2 separate regions of the Mus musculus genome follow, and region 1 is linked to region 2. The links are chromatin contacts, called in public promoter capture Hi-C maps. All regions are on one chromosome and are shown on one strand. Each heading gives the region's core, a stretch centred on a gene start, on an enhancer-like site or on the middle of the called end of the contact. The rest is flanking DNA. Distances are from core to core; before and after follow the strand shown. Region 1 holds the start of Cttn (cortactin). Region 2 holds the start of Shank2 (SH3 and multiple ankyrin repeat domains 2).

The links. Promoter capture Hi-C pulls out the DNA fragments that hold promoters and counts their contacts.
Region 1: a promoter capture Hi-C map of hippocampal neurons shows a contact between it and region 2, with 2.1 times the contacts expected there. The contact joins the promoter of Cttn here to the promoter of Shank2 in region 2. A contact is called at or near these places in 1 of 39 promoter capture datasets (hippocampal neurons), 5 of 115 datasets of contacts at active chromatin or transcription factors (embryonic basal ganglia, embryonic forebrain, embryonic hindbrain and 2 more) and 1 of 9 other capture datasets (pancreatic islet).

What each region holds. Positions count from the first base shown.
Region 1 is chr7:144,468,470-144,473,224 of GRCm38.p6, reverse strand. Cttn (cortactin) reads left to right here and starts at 2,290. Exons shown (of 18, transcript NM_007803.5): 1 at 2,290-2,536.
Region 2 is chr7:144,172,550-144,177,004 of GRCm38.p6, reverse strand. Shank2 (SH3 and multiple ankyrin repeat domains 2) reads right to left here and starts at 1,545. Exons shown (of 16, transcript NM_001113373.3): 1 at 1,049-1,545. The coding sequence starts at 1,085.

The DNA.
Region 1 (4,755 bases), core at 1,041-3,540, 300 kb before region 2:
GCCAATAGCTCCTGAGCTAGTGGTGGGAGCCCCATCCCCAGTCCATTCTGGGATGTTGATTGGCTTAATCTTGTGCCAGCAACTACAGCTGTTAGGAGTTCTTGAGTACAGCAGTTCTGCTGTGGCCAGAAAACACTGTTCACTTGTTCTTCTGACCTCAGGCTTTTGTGAATATTATGGGGGCAAATTATTCATTAGTTGATGGATCTTAATTGACTTTGAGTCTAGAATATAGCAGCACTTTGTTGAGTCAGTAGTTCTTTGGAGCTGAGGGGAGAAGGCTGTGTTGTTTGTTTGGTGGTAGTTTTGAGGTACACCCCAGTGAATAGTTTGAAGAAACCAAGACACACAGTGGGCTACTTATTTTACTAGCATTGAACTCAGGTTGTCAGGCTTGGTGGCAGGCACCTTTACCCACTGAGCCATCTCACTGACCTGCACCTCTGATTCTAAGCTGTTCCCATGTGAGAGTTACAGCAAGAGGGGGGTCCTTGTGTGATTTGGAAGTTACTGATTTTCTAGCTGCTACCTCTTCTCAGAAGGGTAAACAAATCTCTGGTTTGGAGGTGAGTTCTCAACTATGGTGCTCAGGCAAAAGCCATCTTCCTGTCTCAGGTGCCCCATCACAGGGACTCAGGCACACACCACTGTCCCTGGTTCAAGAATAGAGCTTGGCTTTTCAGCTTGGGTACGTGGAACTTAGCTTAAGTGACTGACCCCACTTGTTGGGCACGGTTTAGGTACTTAGTATAAAATGATGCCTGTAGTTTTTATTTAACAAAACACTTGAGACCATGGTTTTACTAAAACAACAAGAACAACAACAACTACCCTATGCTAGGAGATGGCTGGGTGTTTGCTCTGCAGGCATGAGGGACTGAGTGTGATCCTCAGAACCAATGAGAGGATGGTGGGTGGAGTGGTGCACATTTGCAATCCCCTCAGCAGAGAAGCAAAGACAGGAGGATCTCTGGGGCCTGCTGACCAGCCAGCTTAGCCTAGTGGATGAACTGCAGGCCAGAGAGATCCTGTCTCAAGCAGTGAGTGGCCTTCCTGAGGAAGATGCCAGAATGTGTCCTTGGACCTCTGTATGTGTGCTCATGCAGTTGAATGCACACTTACATGTGAATTGTGCACACACACATGGGAACATTCTCCTCTGACACCTGACATCTCTTTTTCCTTCCTGATCTATTCATAAATTTTGACAGTTTAGCCTTTTGTTTTCTGCCTTGTGGTGCTAAGGTTGGTACCAGGGCCCTGTACATACTAGACAGGCACTCTACCACTGAATTACATCCCTAACCTCCCTCTTTCATCTCCTTTCTCCTCCTCCTCCTTCTGGAGAGGGGGGCAGGAGAGACAGAATCCCTCACTTGGCTGATCAGGACCAGACTGGCCTCTAAGTGATCCACTTGGCCGCTGCCTTATTAGCTAGCTTTGTTATACAGTCCAGGACACCTGTCTAGGGATGGACCACAGTGGGTTGGCCCTCCTGTATCAAGACAATCATGCCCACAGAATAACCTAAATAAGACAAGTACACATTTGAGATTTTTTTAAAAAAAAATGTGATTCTAGGCTGTTTCAAGTTGACAGTTAATGTCAACTAGGACAGATAGATGAGTGGATGGATAGATAAGTAGATGGATGGTTGACACATGGGTGTATAGGTGACATGTTGGTTAGTTTTTGTCAACTTGACACTAGAGTAATCTTGGAAGAGGAAACCTCAGTTGATGAATTGCCATCAGACTGGCCTGTAGGCTAGTCTGTGGGGGCATTTTCTTGGTTACTGATTGATTCAGAAGGGCCCAACCCACCGTTGTGGGTTGCCACCCTTACACTGGTAGACCTGGGATGTGAAAGAAAGGCTGAGCAAGCCAGTATGCAGCACTCCTTCATAGTCTCTGTTTCAGTTCCTGCCCTGCCTGAGTTCCTGTTCTAACTTCCTTCCCTCAGTGATGGACTATAATTTATGAGCCAAATAAGCAGTTTTCTCCCCAAGCTGTATTTGATCAGTTCTTTTTGTTTTGTTTTGTTTTGTTTGTTTTTCGAGACAGGGTTCAGTTTTTTGATCACAATAGGAAGCAGATAGATGGAAGAATGGATGAACAGATGTATGGCTAGATGAGTGGGTGTATGGGTAGATGGGCAGAAGGACAGATTGGTGGATTGGTGGGTAGAAGATTGACAGGGGAGTGAATGATGCTGTGTAGATCCATGCGTGGGTAGAGAGTTGCAGGGTGGATACATGGTTGGAAGCTGGGTTGAGGGTGAATGTGTGTTGGACAGGGCTTGACGGGTGTTTCTAAATCGGATCTCCGCAGCTGACTGGCGGCCGAGCTGCCTATGAGTCCTGGAACTGTGTATCCTGCTTTCTTGATCAGCTAACAGGAATACGGGGCGGGGACGGCCTGGAATAGGGCGGGATCTTGCGTGGCCCCGGATGCGGCCCCGCCTCCGCGGAACCGGAAGTGAGCGGGCACAGGGAGCGGCGGGGCGCGGCGGGAGCCTGGTGGACCCTGCTGGTGCGGTGAGCGGGGGATGGGCGTCCTAGAGAGCTGCTGGGGGACAGGAAGGGTGTGGGATGATGAGTTGTCAGGGTGCCGGGCCTGGACGGGAGGTTGGGGTACAGGGTCTGGACTGGGCCCAGGTGATCCGAGTGCGGGGCAGGGTCGGGGCCCAGGGGTGCAGGGCCAGGATCTGTTGGTCGAGGCCTCGGAGTGTAGGGCTGGGACCCCTGAGTCAGGATTCCAGGCCAAAACCCGGTGTTCGCGGTGTGGGGCCGGGATTGTGACTTGGGGTGTGTGGCTGGGGTCGGGCGTCGGGACCCGGGCTGCAGGGCTAGGATCGGGGGTTGGAGTGCAGTGCTAGGAGGGGGAACCGGGGTGCAGAGTCAAGGCCAAGGGTTCGCGGTGTGGGTCCGAAATCGGGGGGTTGGGGTTGTGGTGTGGCGCTGGGATTCGGGATTCGGGGTGTAGGGCCAGGATTGGAGGCTCAAAGTCCCGGGTCGCAGGGTCTGGATGGGGACGTCGGAGCCCCGGGTATTGGGCAAGGATCGGAGGTTTCGGACACCAATGCTGAGCCGTTCATCCCGTCATTTGTGGAGTAGCTAGGGGTGCACAGCCGGTCTGGCTCTGAGGGGGCGGGCCCTAGGACACAGGCCCTAGGAATTTTGGACATAAAGAAAGGGGTGGGGTTTCAGAGCAGGAACCCAGGATGAAGTGCTAAGTCGGTTTGGGGTGTTCTAGGTCAGAGTGCATAATTATGGGTCTGTGGTAGTCAGAGTACCAGAACCTGGGAAAAGAATGTAGACCTGAGGCCTGGGAGATGCTGGTGGGGGTAAGGGGACTTTGCTTCTAGAATCTAGTGGAATGATGAGGGCCTGGGGGAAGCTGGTGGGCCTGGGGAGCCTGGGGTTCCAGAACCCAGTGGAATTATGAGGGTCCAAGGACCTGTAGGAAGTTGGTAAGGCTGAGCAGCCGGGTTCCAGCATTGGTCTCTAGTCCTCAGGACTGGGCTGAGAGGCCAACATCTGAGGAAAGGCCTGGGCACCTGAGGGAAATTTGCAATGGGGTCAATGGAAATCCAAGCGCCTAGCTTGCTTCCTGGAGCTAAGGAGCCTGGAATCCAGCCGCCCCTCCTCCTGGGTGTGTGCCCAGTCACTGCAGAGGTGTTTGGGCCTGGTATGTTCCTTTGTTTCCTCTTGGTCCGTGTGAGGGATGGGGACTTGTGGCCAGGGAGAAGGAATTCCCTGTTGTGCCCAGTGAAGCAAGCAGAGGCTTTAGCCCTTCCTAGTGGTTTGCCCTGGCTGCACTGCCTGGGCCTTGCCAGTAAGTAGCCCAAGCTCCAGTAAGTCCTCACCACCCAGTAGACCCTCACAGTCAGAACTTACAGCCCACCCCCCACCCCCCTCCCCCAGCGTCCACCAGGGGTCAGGCCTCTGCTGGCTCACCCAGAGTGAGTCACCAGTTCAGGCCCTGAGTCAACACTGCTTCTCTGTTTGACTGAGAAGGTTGTCACCAGAAGTTTGAAGGAGGGAGAAGCAGCTTTTGTGGGAGCTTCAGATGTAGAAGAGTGCAGAGGTGGGGTTGAAGAACTGATTGTGGTACTAGGTCTCCAGAGCACCCTGGGCCTTGCTAGACAGCTTCTCCACCCAACTTTAGCCCTGGCCCTAGAGCTGACCTTTAATTGAGGGCTTATGACAGTTATGCCTTTAACACCTTGTAAAATGCCAGGGAATTTAATTGGCCCTTCAGACTTTGACCTGTTAGTCGGGAAGGCACCTGGCATAACTCCGCACCGTCCTGAGCATCCTTACCTCCTTGTGCCCCTGGTCTTTGTCCTGGGCATGGTCGTGTCTGCCTACCAGCTTGTCTCTTAATGGAGTCCTGGGCAGGCTAGCCTACTCCGTCTGTGCACTGGCCTCCATAGGCATGGGGTGGGGGTTGCCCTTTCCATAACAACTCCTGACCCAGCCACCTTTGCTCCGCTGCGCTATAGGTATCAGGTTCAGGGCCTCAAGATGGTGGATTCCTCCATCCTGTGACTAGGTCCTCTCTGACTGAGCTTCGTGCTGGCTGTGTGGGGCTGAGTGGCTTTCTCTGTCCCCGTCTGATTTCTATCAGCTTTATTGATATTTCACCCTACACGTGATCACCCGATTGAAGGGTTCAGTGGTTATCGATGTATTCAGAGTTGTACAGCCATCACCACAAACAGTTTTGGCCTTCTCAGAGATCTACATAGAAT
Region 2 (4,455 bases), core at 296-2,795:
AGAAGGAAGGAGTAAGCAGGATGTCCTCATGCAGGCGAGGCCACACAGGGAGGGTCATAGAACAAAACAGCCGGGACACATTATGCACATTTCACCCCGAAGACCAGGCAAGTGAGTCAAATGGACCCACACAGGTAACATTAGAGTGAACATTTTAATGAAAATTGTCTTGCTTAACGACCAAGCCTCATATCAAATTAGTTTCAAGGCTGCTGAAGTATCTTTGGTGTCTAGTTCACAGTGAGCTCGGGTAGAAAGTGATCTTCCTAATTTCCTTAAAGTCACCTCTTTGGAAACCTGGTTTCATCAGAAAGATAGAAAGCTTGCTATCTGAGAAAACTCTCTGACTGGGACCATACACGCAAATGATGTTTTTTTTTTTTCATGAAAAGTGTTAAAAATAACTCCTTTCCTGTCTGAAAATGATTAATATGCCACCCAACGTTTCCTTCTTTCAGCAATCTGCAGGCTCTTGGGTGGGTGGATATTTTCTTAGCTGTCTTACATGCATTTATTTATACAGTTTTTTTCCTTCCTCACAATAAAAATCATACAAGGTATGTTAAAGAGGGATTCTTCATGCACCCCATGGTTTGTTTCGCAACCCAGGGACAGCCAGGCAGAACTGGCAAGTGGCACTAGAAGAGGATGCCTTGGGTGCATCCAGCCATGTGCCCTGACCCTCCTTAGCAGGTGCTCACAGCCTCCAGGTGACTGGAAGACAGAAAACCAAAACTTCTTTTATTTTCCCCAAGACCTAGTTTCCCAATGTGTCCCTTGGCATAAGCTCTCTGGATGAGATGTTCTGGAATGCAGTTCTGCCAGAGGCTGGTAGCTCAGGAACACACTAAAATACAAAGGCACCTTCATCTGTGTTAATCTTCCAGACTTGACTAGAGCCAAACCATACCACAAAGCTGGGGCAATTATTCCTTGAGCGATGAACCGTAACCAGCAATTTGAGGAGGCACCCGAGTCCCCTCTCCCCCGAGGAGCAGCCCACGGCTGCTCACCAGGCACCCCACGCTTCCTACAGCTTTCTCCTTACCTTCCTTCTTGGTGAAGGCATTTAACAAAGACTTCATTTTCCCTGTGACTTTGGCAGCGGTCCGCTCATTATATAACCCTCTCGGCGGGCAGGAAGGCTAGGCGCGCAGCCCGGCCCCTCGGAGCTGGCGCGGCTGGGACCCGGCGAGCAGTGGCGGGCGTCTGGGCGCGCTGCAGCCCCGAGCATCGCTGGGCATGCCAGACCCAGCGTGCTGGTGACAAAGCCCACCCCATATTCTGTCTGTCAGCTGGGAAGCAACTGTGCGCAGACTGAGGCTGCTCTCAGAACCGGCTACCTCTGGCGGTGATCCTCATGTGAGCAGTGCCACGCTGCCGAGAGAGCAAGCAGGGCATCGGAGAGGCAGCACCACGCAGGGTTAACATGGAGCAGGCGATTGCGCGCGAGCTGTCGGCCAGGAGACACCGGGAGGCATTTGTGAGCCGGAGCCCCAGTTATCCAAGGAAACCCGGCTGCTGCTGGGCGCTCCGTGCGCCTGTGGCTAAATATAAAGTACTGTGCTTTTTCTATTTTTTTTTTTTTTTTTTACATTTTTTTTTAAAAGAAGAAGCCAAGTCTATTTGTCAGCTAGCAGATGTGGTAAGAAAGTCAAGGGAGAAATATCCACGCTTCAGACAAGTCACCAGAAGATCCCTGACACCCCGGTAGGCATGCCAGGATTCAGGAATTCTGACAGTGACCTATTTCCCTTTGGAAGCATCAGACACAAGTGGCATCACTTCTCTGGCCCTCCCCATCTTGATAATGACCCTGGGAAAGCAGGACTCCGCCCCCTGCCGCTTACATTCGCTTTGTGTAAGGAATGGGAAATAATAACTGTCAAAGTAGTCAGAGGTAAAGCACCCCAAAACAGGGCAGCCGGCAAAAATGGGCCCTTCAGAGCTGTTTCCCCACGTGTCTCTGGCATTCACACCCCCAACAGAAGTCAAGCAAGGGAAGCTCTCTCCAAACATCACCTTGAGAAAAGTTCTGTCTGTATAGCAAACAAAGAGAGTGCAGAGTGTGGGTGGGGGTGCTTGCTCACTGCTGTGCCCTGCAGTGGTGGTGGTGGGGGCACACAAGGAATGATTCCCACACCAGGGTGAAGATGCTATCAAAGGAGGAGGGAGTGCAAGGGTCAGGCTCGGCACTGGGCATCTACCACTGGGGCAGCAATTAAGAGTGTGCTTTGCTTCTGTGGTTGCCAAGAGAACAGCTTCCCAAACCCGGGGAGGGGGCGGGGGAGGGGGGAGAAAAGGAAAAGGAAGAGACAGGAAAAAGCAACTGGAACACTGAATTCAATCCCATATGGTCGACACAGTTTATGTCAACAAAAATGGCGGTGTAAGGAAGAGGAGGCTGGCATGCCTGAGCAGTGGCACCTTCCTTCCTCAGCACACTTGGGATCCCAGGCACGCTCAGAATGGTCGCTGCTGTGCCAGGCGTTGTCTGGGAAGGAAAAGGCTGTGCCTGAATCACTATGTGTGTCTGTGTGTGAGCTTCGTGTCGGCTGAGCATTTAAACATCATCTCCATTGGGCCCACACGGTTCGTCAGCAATGTCAAAACCGCCCGTGTGACATCCTCCCCTGTAGTATCACAGCCGGTGGCATCAAAACGGCTGGCTTAGAGATGGAGTGGCTGTCTAACACTCGCTGCCGCGCCATGCATGTGGCCTCTGTGGTCCTTTGGACATTGTAGGCAAGGTTGAGCAGCTTTCGGGAGACCCTTTGACTGTGGCATCATCCATGAGCATCCATCTTCCAGGGATGAGCTAGAGATACCTTTCCTGGGTAGGCGTCAACACGGAGGTTTCTAGATCATCATGAAGCACTTGGCTGGAGGCCATATTGGGATGGTGTCACCAGTGTCCACAAATACAGGAAGCCCCACTCCAGAGGCCAGGGACCCCCGCCAGTCAGACCCACAACCACATGGGCTTCGGGGGACTTGCCAGAGTTCTGGGGACTCTCTGAGACACCAGTGCCGCTCAGTGCTTGCTCCATCTGTTGGGGATCAATATCTTCCAGAAAGCACAAAGCTGCACCCAAGCCTAGTTTCCCTGCCACCCACTGCTTTGGCATCTCTTTGGCCACTGTGTGGTGCAGAGAATGTGTGCCCACAACTGGGTGGTAAAGCTAGAAGCCAGGCTTTGTGCCACAGTCACCCTTCCCACCAGAAGATCCTACATCTGACACTGACCTTCGGTGGAGGTTGTGGGAGGAGACCTCTTCCCAGGAGGGCAGTGTGACACCCCATACCTTTTCTAAATGAAGGAAATGACAGAACCTTCTTTTCCACACTGGGTCTCTGACCTAAGATATGTCAAAAGAGTGAGGATCAAGCAGGTCCCTGTCCCATCTTCCCTAGAGCAGAAATCCAAACTCCCAAACTCCAGCAAGGCAGCAGCGTCACACGTTCCAGATACAAAGCCCCCAGCTGCCACCATAACCAGCCATATATTAGGTAGCTGCTCCTTCGGATGCATTTGCTCACAAGTAGAAATTGCTGTGGAAGTGTACAGAGCCTTGAGCTCTCCAATGAGAAGAGCTGAGAATATCCCCAAGCAGAATCATGTCTCCACCCAGTTCCCGTAGTGCCAACTAGACCCAACCCCGAATCCAATGTCCCATCAGGCCTTGGAGAGTGAGCTGTGCTGGCTGGGTAGGGTGGGGTAGGGTGGGAGAGCAACAGGTATGGGGCACAGGTGGCATGTCTAGGTAGGCTATAGATACAAGATGATGTGACAAAGGACTCCACAGTATAATCCCATACCTGAGGACACTCTCTTCAGACACCATTTGTTTGTTTGTTTGTTTGTTTTTTGTTTTTTTTAACATGTGTACAATGTATTTTGGTCATATTCATCCCAATGGCCCCTCCACCTCCTCTTAGGTACATCCAATTTCAGGTCCTGCTTTCTCTTGCTAAAGCTCACTGAGTCTAGTCAGTGTTGCCTGTGTGTGCAGGGGTATGGAGCCATCCACTGGAACATGGGCTAGTTACCAGTGACTGCTCCCTCCTCCAGCAGTCAGCCACTGACAATAGACCTTCAGCTGGAAGGTGGTGCTCATGAGCTCCTTGCCATCCATACTGGGATTCTGGTTGGCTTGGCCTTGTAGAGGAGGTCTTATACAAGGCAACCACAGCGCTGTGAGTTCATGGGAACAACAGCCATGTCATGTCCCCAAGATGGCATTTCACAAGGCTCCACATATCCTCCAGCTTCGCATTCTTTCCTCTCTTCCTTCTGTGCTGTTCCCTGAGCCTTGGTGGTCAGGGAGTGCAGAGGGGTTATTACAGAGGTCCCACGCAGGGCTGGATTGCTACAGAGGTCCAACACAGGGTTGGATTGTTCATTACAGTCCCTTAATTCTCAGAACTGACCAGTTATGAGTTTGCCTTTGCCAC